3 separate regions of the Pan troglodytes genome follow, and all the other regions are linked to region 1. The links are chromatin contacts, called in public Hi-C and HiChIP or PLAC-seq maps. All regions are on one chromosome and are shown on one strand. Each heading gives the region's core, a stretch centred on a gene start, on an enhancer-like site or on the middle of the called end of the contact. The rest is flanking DNA. Distances are from core to core; before and after follow the strand shown. Region 1 holds the start of NOL8 (nucleolar protein 8). Region 2 holds the start of ANKRD19P (putative ankyrin repeat domain-containing protein 19-like). Region 3 overlaps IPPK (inositol-pentakisphosphate 2-kinase).

Region 1 (3,184 bases), core at 368-2,867:
GTGGAGCACACCTCAAATAGCAAGGGTCTTTAATACATTTACTCTCATTTGTGGAGGAGCACACCTTTTTCCTCTCCCTTTAACCAGTCACAGCTTCCTCTACTTTCATGACCGCACGCAGACATTTTCTGTAGATCTCCTCCTTCCCATTTTCTACCAATTCTTCTCCAGTTAGCTCAGGAAAAATCTCATTCTTTCTGCACCTATGTCAAATTACTCTTGACTCAAAAATTGAAGACAGTTTATGTTTTCGAGAGGCTTCTATGTTTGAGATGATGATACATAATTACGGTTGCAGAGCTTTTCTCTCCCTCTCCTTCAATAAACCAAAAGTGCCCAGACTTTGGAGTAAAATTTTTGGGTCCCAATCCATCTCTGAAAATTCCTTTCTCTGGAACCTTGAACAAGCTACCTAACTTCTCTGAGCCTCAGTTTCTTCAACTATAAAACAGGGCTAACAGTAGCACCTACCTCAGAGGAATGTCAAATTCTCCTGCAGTCTATATTAACTACTTTTCTTTTATCAACTTAGTTTTTTACCGGTTATTTTTCAAAGGAATTTTTATGTCATCGTAAACACAAAGTCATTATCAGTTGAGATGGTTAGCTGACCTACCAAAACAAATGCCATGAAACCAAACGGAGTTATTAAATCCCAACTAGAGATACTTCTGCATACTGGAGGCGGAATTATCTAGCTAGGGATATAGTCAAGACTTCCTCCTTGTCAGTCATCCACACAGACGACTGCGATTAAACGAGTTAATACCCTGCAATGCGTTTACAGCTGGGCGCCGTACGCGCTGCTCCCAACTCTAGGCCATCGTCATGACAGGATCAATGCCAGTTCATGCCCACTTTCTAGGGCTGGGAGTAGGAGACCGAGGATGTCTGTGGAGATTCACCCGCCTGGCCCGGGAACCCTGGCCAGCGGGCCCTGGGGGACTTGGGGGGTCACGTACTGGACTCGGGACTTCTCTTCCCAGGGCGCCGGTGGCTCCTCACACGCTCGCCGCAGGGCCGCGATCTCAGCTTGCAAGGCGCGCACCTCTGCCAGCTCTGCGTCCATGGCGCGTTGCTGACCGCAGCCGGGCCGGCAGCGCAGCTGTCACTCCGACCTGAGCGCTTCACCCGCGCTTCAAGCCTCGCGCGCGCTCCCGGCGCGGACCATCCCAGAGCTCACGCGGAGGGGAGGCGGGAGAGCCCCGCGTGACCCCAGCGGCCCTGCACGTCCAACTCCGCGCTCGCACGAGAGCCTGAGTCCTCCACGTCCCCGCACACGTTTCCCTGGCTGTCTAAGCAGTGGCTATACTTTCTCTGGAGAGCGCGTTCTTTGCTACTCCAAGCCCAAGCGCTCCGCTGCTCACCCTAGCCGGCAGCCTTGGAGCCGCCCGGCCGCGTGCCTCACTAAAGAGGCAGGGCTGGGATCACGTGGAGGGGAGCGCCTCTTTATTTTTTTCACCTACTTCCTCTCTTACGCCGACCTAGTCCAGGAATTGGTACACACAGCGATAGTGTTCAATAGAAACTAGGGGATTTTGGTTTGGGCTCTTTTGCAGTCGTTGAGGGGGAGGTGACGGAGGCGTCAGGGAAGGTGGGAGGACGGAAAAGGAAATTAAAAGCTCTTGGGAACTGAATTGTGGTAACGGAACCTTAGGAGGCTGGGTTGGAAATCGAGTAGGAAGGAAGAGAGGATGCTCCGTTGGGACATGTGACCAGAAGTTAGGGGCTGCAGCGGCGCTGGCTTTAGGTGAACGACTTGGTGAGGAGTGGGTTTCGGGCATGAGAAGTCACAGGGCCGTTTCCTAGTCTCTCTCTTCACTTCTTTGGGTCTTCTCAGAGAAAGAAGGCTGCCGTGGGTAGGCTTGGGGCGGAGACTATCGCGAAGAGGTAGGCCGAAGTTCTGCCCAGAATACACGCCATATGGTGGACGCTGGTTGGGAGTCTCTTCTGGAAAGAGTCTGTCAGCTCTTGGGGAAGGGAAGGGCGAGAGCTGAGCGCCTGCCGGGTGCTAAACGAAATGAGAGATACTATGATGGGCCCTAGTACCTCTGGAAAAGTTTTCCTGAGTCCCCTGTGATACAGCAACCTTCATAGTATAGTGTTAAGAATTCCAAGTTCTGAAGGTAGACCTGCATTATAATCCTGGATTCACTAATTTTCGGTATGGCATTGAGGAAGTGACTTAACCTCTTCTGCTCTCCTGAAAAATGGGAAACATGCAAACTACTTTGTACAATGCAGGCACATAGCAAAAACACAAGTCTGTATTCGCTATATCCCTTGATCTTTGTGTCTGAACCCCACTTTGCAGCACTTTTATTGTGACATAATATTGTGCCATTTGTTTTATTCTTTTGTGACTATAAGGAGCTCCAGGAGCTCCTAGCCTCTCTATTCACTTCTTTGGGTCTTATAGGAGGAAGAAGGCTGGGGTGGGTAGGTTGGGGGTGGAGACAATTAGGAAGAGGTAGGCTAGCTCTTTTTATCTTTTAGTGCGTTACATCCTGTTTCTGTCAGACTTTGTTAAAGACAGTAAATGAATGTATGAATGAGTCAAGGAAAAACATCTAAAAACATGAATACATAAAATTAAGAGGGATAGAGTGTAATATTATGGCCATTTGGAGGAAAAAAACTCTGTCTGTACCTGTGTCTATATGGGTATGGGGTTGCTGTTCCAAAGTGCATTCATGAAAGATGTGGATGTAGGGCTTGGGCAAAACCTCGAAGACTAAAATTTGGAAGTAATACAATAGGAAGTGAAATACAGATCCAGGAGACGGATTTGATACAGAAGGTTCAGAGGAAGTAGTTGTTTTGTTAGATTTTAGAAGAACTAAGGGAAAGAACTCTTCTCTGTATACAGAAAATTACTTTTCCCACTGAAACACACCCAAGTATATGCCCAGCCTTCATGAAAGTGAACAGAGAAACGAAGCGCCTTTATGTGGGTGGCCTTAGCCAGGACATTTCTGAGGCAGACCTACAAAATCAGTTCAGCAGATTTGGAGAAGTTTCGGATGTGGAGATCATCACACGGAAAGATGACCAAGGTAAATTTATGGTCCTTCACTGGGCAGTTATAGGCAGACATAACTCAGGTTAAGTGCTAGAAAATAAAACAACCCCAAGATAAATGTTAGCTCTGAACACCAAAAGTTTTAAGTGATGTTGTGGAGGT
Region 2 (3,184 bases), core at 382-2,881, 490 kb before region 1:
TATATGATAAAGAATAACTTCCCTGTAGGATGAAGATACACTTTTCATCTGAATATATATTTTTATATATTAGTAAAAATATATATCATAAATATTTTTCAAGTGTGTTACCTTTTGTTAATTTTTTTCTGATACACAGGGGATTTTAATTTTTAGTTTGCTAAATCAACTTTCAGAATGCCTGCTTGCGAGGTCATTCTTAGGAATGCCTTTATTAACATAAAATGTACCTGTATATATAAGTCTTTGTATTTTCTTCTGGTACTTTTCTCATTTTGCATATGTAAAAATTTCAGTCTAAATTCCATCAGGAACTCATTTTTGCGACATAAAATTCCATTAGTTTTCTTCACACAGCAGGCATGTTATTAATAACTCATCCTTTCCTACTCATCTGAAATGTTACCATTATCAATCCCTATGTATATATCTTACATATATTTCAGTGTTTTTGGATTTCCTATTCTGTTGCATTTATTTATCTGTGTTTTCAGCTGTTAGTAAATAATTAATTGTGAGAATTAATAGCACATTTTGATATCTAGAGGAGCAAGTCTTTTTTCACTCCATTATGAACATTTTTAAATATCATCACAATAGTAAGATAGACAGTGTCATGCAAAAATGATAAAACCTTGATATTTTTATTTGGTTTATGTAAAACTGATAAACATAGAGCTCACATTTTGAGAAAAATGAGTCTTCTCATTCAAGGAACCCACGTCCCATTTCCAAGTGTCCCTCTAAGAAGCCCCAGTAAAGAACCTATCTACCTAGGTGGATTCGGATTTAAAACTGACACAGGGTTTAATTTGAGAACTCTTCGCCTACTGAAAATGGCTCATGGTATTTTTGACATGGGAATGAGTTCTCATTAGGCACCTCCCTATCATGTATATGGCCCCATGTTTTAAACGTGTATATGCTTAACTTTGTGAGTTAAATCAAATTATCCACCAAGTGCTACAGACGGGGAATTGCCAGCGATGGAAAGCAGCTGAGGCTCCATTTGGCTCCGCGGCTCCGAGGGTGCCCGGGGTCCTCCAAGGCCCCCGCCCCAGGGGCTGCAGGGAAGCCGGGCCTGGGGCCCCCTCCCACCGCAGGCTGAGCCCCCGCTACCTGTCCTTTCTGTCGCGGGCGTCCAAGTCCCGGAACCTGCGCGTCAGGCAGTGCTCCACCTCCGCGGCGTCGCCCTTGATGGCAGCCCTGTGGATCTTCCGCAGTTCCCAGTCCCGGATGTGGTACCCCCGACCAGCGTACTCTTGGTCCATGGAGTCCAGGAGCGCCTGGCCCAGGCGTCTCCCGAAGCTGAAGAGCTTCCTCATGGTGGCGACTTTTCAGACGCCCACCACCCGCTCCTGAGCCGCCGCGGCTCCTCGTGGCCTTTCCACCCCCACCCAGCCCCAAATCCGCCATCCCCCCCACAACCCGCGATCCACCCCCAAATCCAAGATCCACCCCCAAACCCGCGATCCACCCCCAAATCCAAGATCCACCCCCCAAACCCGCGATCCACCCCCAAATCCAAGATCCACCACCAAACCCGCGATGTAGCTCAGAATCCGCGATCCAGCCTGGTCCACCACAGCCTTCAGCAGCGACACTCGCAGCCTCCGACCTCTCAGACCGAGTGAGCTCCACGAAGCCGTTAAGCGCGTGCCTGTAGCTCAACGCTCCGATCTCTCAGACAGCGTGAGCCCCGGCTAAGCCTTTAGGCTCGCGCCTGCAGCTCAGCGCCAGCTCGGACTCCGGAAACCGCTCCCGAGCCCGCGTGGCCTGCAGGGGGCTGCTGCAGCTCGGGCGCAGGCGCTGCTGGCTTGCGGGTTCTCCTGGGCTCGCCCGGGACGTCTCGGAATCGCAGACGTGCATCCCTTCCGGCCTGAGGGCCCTCCTGGCCGTGACTCCCGCCCCGCTCCTCCTCCAAAGAGAGATCGGGGCCGCTGACAGGGGCCCTCCGTAGCCATGGGGGATGGGACTGGGGGGTCGGTTCCAGCCACGGTGCAGCCGCCGCCGGGCAGACCGCCGGGCTTCGCCGCAGCCACGGCGACATCTAGCCCCGGTTCTGCGAGGCTGGGAGCGCCAGCCAGCTTGGGAGTGGCCAGGCAGCTGTTGCCAGCAGGTAGAGGGCGCCTGCAGCTTGGGCGCCCAGGTGGTGGAGAATGGCCTGGGCTGCCTCTGGATCGCGAGTGCACCTGGCCTGAGAGCCCGCCAGGCCCTGCCCCCGCCCAGCTCCTCCTCTGCTGGAGCTGGGGACCTCTAGCCAGTGGCTCTCTGCAGCCACCGGGGTTGGGTCTGAGGGCCGGTTCCTGCCCCTGTGCAGCCGCCGCAGGGCAGACCGCCTGGCTTGGCCGCAGCTACAGGGACCTCTAGCCCCGGTTCTGAGATGTAGGGAGTGCGGGCGGGCTCGGGGATTGCCTGGAGGCTGCTGTCTGCACACAGAAGGCGGCTGCAGCTTGGGTGCCCAGGCGGACTGGAGGTGCATGACCTGGTCGGCCTCGGGATCGCCAGCGCGCCCAGCCTGAGGCCCCCAGGCCGTGTCTCCCGCCCCACTCCTCCACCGGAGGGAGATCGGGGCCGCTGGCATAGGCATTTGGCAGTCACCCCGGATGGGGTTGAGCAGGGGTTCTCAGTTCTCGTCCCTGTGCAGCCGCCGCGGGGCAGAATGCCTGGCGTGGCCGCAGCCACTGGGACACCACGCGGGCCGGGCAGGCCAGGGGGTGAAAGCGCTGGGAGGCGGGTGCCTTCTCGCCCTGAGGCGCCTCTGAGCCCCACGGCTTGTCGGCCTCCAGCGCGCAGGGCTCCCCAGCATCCTGGGCGCCGGCCCGCTGCCCGCACGAAGTCAACTCAGAGAGGATGAACTTCGGTTGCCTTGTCTGGCTGGGCTGCCAGGCGGGGCAGCTGACCTGTTGATCGGGTGGCTTTTTTCATCTTCTTGCTCACAGGACAGCGAGCTGGGAAGCCAGGGGCCGCGGGGACCTGGGGCTGGAAACCACATCTGCCCACAGCCGCAGTCTCCTGCACCTGTCATCCTGGCGGCGCCCTGGCGTCGGAGAAGCAGCAGACGCGGAGCTCCTGCAGCTGGCACCGCTGCAGCAACCGGTCCCGGTGCAGGCGTCAGTGGAAGGCGGCCTCCTCGCGCGGCTCCCGCGGCCCCAGGACCAGGGGTGCGGCCAGCACCGCCCTC
Region 3 (3,184 bases), core at 502-3,001, 310 kb before region 1:
GGCTGGAGTGCAGTGGTGTGAACTTGGCTCACTGCAACCTCCACCTCCAGGGCTCAAGTGATCTTCCTGCCTCAGCCTCCTGAGTAGCTGGGACTACCGACACGCACTACCACGCCTAGTTAATTTTTGTATTTTTTTTTGTAGAGATGGGGTTTCTCCATGTTGCCCGGGCTGGTCTTGAACTCCTGGGCTCAAGCAATCTGCCAGCATTGGCCTCCCAGAAAGTTAGGATTGCAGGCGTAAGCCACGGCGCCTGGAGATCACATGCATTTTGTTCTTTATTGACCATGCATGGATCTGCTGTAATTTTAACAAATCCCCTCTAGTTGGGCATATGAACTTTTACTCCTGTTTCCCTGCACGTTGGCATTTTCGTGCCGGGTCCTAGTGAAATCTGCAGCTGACTACAGTTTTCCCCCTGCATGGACACCTTTCTTACTGTGTCTTTGCCTGTAGTTTGGTTCTTTGTGGGAGATGGTTGCTCCCTTCAGTGGCAGGAGATGATCTGGGACTTGGTACCTCCCAAGCTCACTTGGCACCCTGTACAGCACAGGTGCCAAACAACTGTGAGTGGCAAGTGGAGTTTTGTTTCTGCCTCTGTCCCTATGATATAACAGGTCCTTGTCAGTGGCTTTGACCCCTGTCTGTGGCTCTGTGTGGCTGGTTCTGAGCTCGTGCCTGTCGCCAGCCCAGGTCTTACCTGCCTCTCAGTGTGGGCTCTCAGTGTGGGCTCATGGCTCTGGACTCTGCAGACAGTGTCCCAGGGTTTTCCTCCTTTAGTGGTCTTGCAGATTTAGGATGTCAGCAGGATCTTAGAAATTCCTTGCCTTGCAGTTGCAATGAGTCGAGATCACGCCACTGCACTCCAGGCTGGGCCACAGAGAGCAAGACTCTGTCTCAAAAAAAAAAAAAAAGAAAAAGAAATTTTGTGTCCTGACTTAAAATGAGGATTATGTCTAAACTTAGATCATAAAGTGACTTCCAGGGCTGTTGTGGTGGAATCTAAAGGACATTCTGAGAGTTGTGTTGGGAGAGGAGAGGCACGAGGCAGGACATGTGCGTTTCTTGCTCCCTCCTTTGTGCTTGGCCTGGTGCATCCAGTGTGGTCCAGGCACGCTGCAGCTCCAGCAGCTCTGTGAGGCGGGAGCGTCATCTCGTCTGTCCTTAGCGCCAGTCCAGGGTCCAGTCCTTGCCTGTGGCGGTGCCCGTATGGCGGAGCCCAGGATGAGCCCTGCGGTCTGCGCCGGCCTGTGTCTCCCTCCACGTTCTTTGATAATCAACATGCTCTCGTTTTCCCCTGATGTTCTCGGTAGGAAAAAACACCCCAGAGCGCTCGGGGTTACCGAAGGGCTGTCTTCTGTACAAAACCCTCCAGGTGCAGATGTTGGACCTGCTGGACATCGAAGGCCTCTACCCTCTGTACAACCGGGTTGAGCGATACCTGGAAGAGTTTCCCGAGGAGAGGTGAGGTCGGGCGGTCCCCCTCTTGGGCAGCCCTGAGAGGAGACTGTGGGGGTGGGCAGGGTAAGAATGCGCCTCCCAAGGCACAGCTTCCCAGGAGGATGAAGCATGCCGGCCACTTCCTACCCCAGTCCTCTGCTCCCAGGTGCCCAGGCCTGCTCTGGAATGTAGTGCCTTGTAAAGGAGGAACAGGGTCACTTGTTTCTAGAAAAGAAAGCACGTCTGTGACCTTGCTAATTCGAAACCCCAAGTTGGGGCCGAGCCTGCAGAGGGCAGTGTTGCTCCACAGCTGAGCAGCGCTCCTGCAGGTCCTTCTGTGTCAGCCCAGCCTCTGTCCTGGGCTTTCACTGCGGGTCATTGGGGTCCACACCCGCGGTGTCCAGTCGGGGCCAGGATCCTCTTCCTTCCTCGCTGGTCTTCCTTGCATCTCTGACGCAGGTTGCTACTTGTCATGAACAGGAGAAGGCTCAGCTTCAAGGCTCACTGGTTCTGGTCTTGCTAAGTTCTGTTAAAAACCTTGATGTTTAACATGAGGGAGATAGATCTGTTATGTGTTTTTCAAAACAAAATGTGTGATGTTTAGTGGTGCTGGGCTTTGTAGACTGTGTTAGCAGTTTAAGAAACAACCTCTGTGCGGCTTTGTCATCCTGCTTTTATTGTGCTTTCTTCTTCAGAAAAACCTTACAAATAGATGGGCCTTATGATGAAGCATTTTACCAGAAGCTGCTTGACCTTTCCACTGAGGATGACGGGACAGTGGCCTTCGCGCTAACGAAGGTGGGCAGACCCATCCAAAAACTTGCTGTGTGATCCTTAGCTTCTTAGCACTAATCTGTTTTTTTGTTCTTTGTTTTTTTTTTTTCCATTACCTACCCCTGAGGTTTAAAGCAGAAAACTTGGGATCAAAAAGAAGTGGCTGAAGTTTCTCCCAGATGAACCGGGGCAGGTGGTGGTGCATTGAGGTTTTAAGGGGAATTTCCCTTGGTTGAGTTCTGCCCTGGCCCGTTCCTGGTGGGGTCAGGCCCCAGGGGCGGCCGATCTGCAACCCATCTGCATGCCTTCTCAGCAGCCCACAACAGGCTCTCTGCCAACTGTCCCTTGCTACAAGGCCCTTGCCAGGGTCCTGGGACCCCACCTGTGCCTCTGCCCTGCCCTTGGCTGTATGCGGGCGGCTTCCTTCCCTTAGAACCGAGGCCAAGGGACAGCCTGCAGGAGTCTCTTAGGGAAGAGGACTGGCCCTGTACTTCCTGGGTCTGTGAAATTCAGGGCTCCATGAGCTTGGATAGGAAAAAAATGGCATCTTCATTTTCACTAAGCTGTACCTGGAATTTAGCATTTCTTTCCATTACGAATGTGGCAATGAGCCTGTGGGTTCATCAGGACCCAGGAGTTTGCCACTAAGAGAATAAAAAAACAGACTTTCCGTCTCACACTGTAACTGCAGACACTTTGAGATGTGGTTTATTCATCACTGCATTAAATGTTACATATTACTACAGAATACATTTGTTTTTAAAAATATTTTGGCTCAGCACTTTGGGAGGCTGAGGTGGGAGAATTACTTAAAACCAAAAGTTGGAAGCCAACCTGGTCAACATAGTGAGACGCCCATCTCTACAAAAGAAAAACAAAAAAATTAGCTGGACGTAGTGGCGTGTGCCTAGAGTCCCAGCCACTTGGGAAGCTGAGGTAGGAGGATGCAGTCAAGGCTGCGGGGAACTGT

Evidence for each region. Hi-C and Micro-C count contacts between places; a contact is called where the count stands out from the background. HiChIP or PLAC-seq counts read pairs in DNA pulled down with a chosen protein or histone mark.
Region 2: an H3K4me3 HiChIP or PLAC-seq map of stem cell-derived excitatory neurons shows a contact between it and region 1, with 2.4 times the contacts expected there. The contact joins the promoter of ANKRD19P here to the promoter of NOL8 in region 1. A contact is called at or near these places in 1 of 7 Hi-C or Micro-C datasets (stem cell-derived neural progenitor cells) and 1 of 1 datasets of contacts at active chromatin or transcription factors (stem cell-derived excitatory neurons).
Region 3: a contact with region 1 is called in a Hi-C map of stem cell-derived neural progenitor cells, with 4 times the contacts expected there. The contact joins the enhancer-like site here to the promoter of NOL8 in region 1. A contact is called at or near these places in 4 of 7 Hi-C or Micro-C datasets (blood, induced pluripotent stem cells and stem cell-derived neural progenitor cells), 1 of 1 datasets of contacts at active chromatin or transcription factors (stem cell-derived excitatory neurons) and 1 of 1 other capture datasets (stem cell-derived neural stem cells).

Annotation. Positions count from the first base shown.
Region 1 is chr11:46,103,833-46,107,016 of NHGRI_mPanTro3-v2.0_pri, forward strand. NOL8 (nucleolar protein 8) reads left to right here and starts at 1,618. Exons shown (of 17, transcript XM_009456898.5): 1 at 1,618-1,750; 2 at 2,870-3,056. The coding sequence starts at 2,918. CENPP (centromere protein P) reads right to left here and starts at 1,638. Exons shown (of 8, transcript XM_001146410.8): 1 at 963-1,638. The coding sequence starts at 1,069.
Region 2 is chr11:45,617,052-45,620,235 of NHGRI_mPanTro3-v2.0_pri, forward strand. ANKRD19P (putative ankyrin repeat domain-containing protein 19-like) reads right to left here and starts at 1,632. Exons shown (of 7, transcript NM_001246658.1): 1 at 1,120-1,632. The coding sequence starts at 1,325. LOC100608610 reads left to right here and starts at 2,607. Exons shown (of 2, transcript XM_054658627.2): 1 at 2,607-2,622; 2 at 2,767-3,184. The coding sequence starts at 2,607.
Region 3 is chr11:45,794,555-45,797,738 of NHGRI_mPanTro3-v2.0_pri, forward strand. IPPK (inositol-pentakisphosphate 2-kinase) reads left to right here. Exons shown (of 13, transcript XM_016961141.4): 10 at 1,314-1,464; 11 at 2,136-2,238. Among named protein-coding and RNA genes, the nearest start is that of IPPK, 36 kb to the left of the region's middle. Within about 2 kb of position 1,752, at least 4 of the 24 cell types and tissues checked have an H3K27ac peak or open chromatin away from gene starts, as enhancers often do. A contact at or near this core is called in induced pluripotent stem cells, stem cell-derived neural progenitor cells and stem cell-derived neural stem cells, where this site is marked.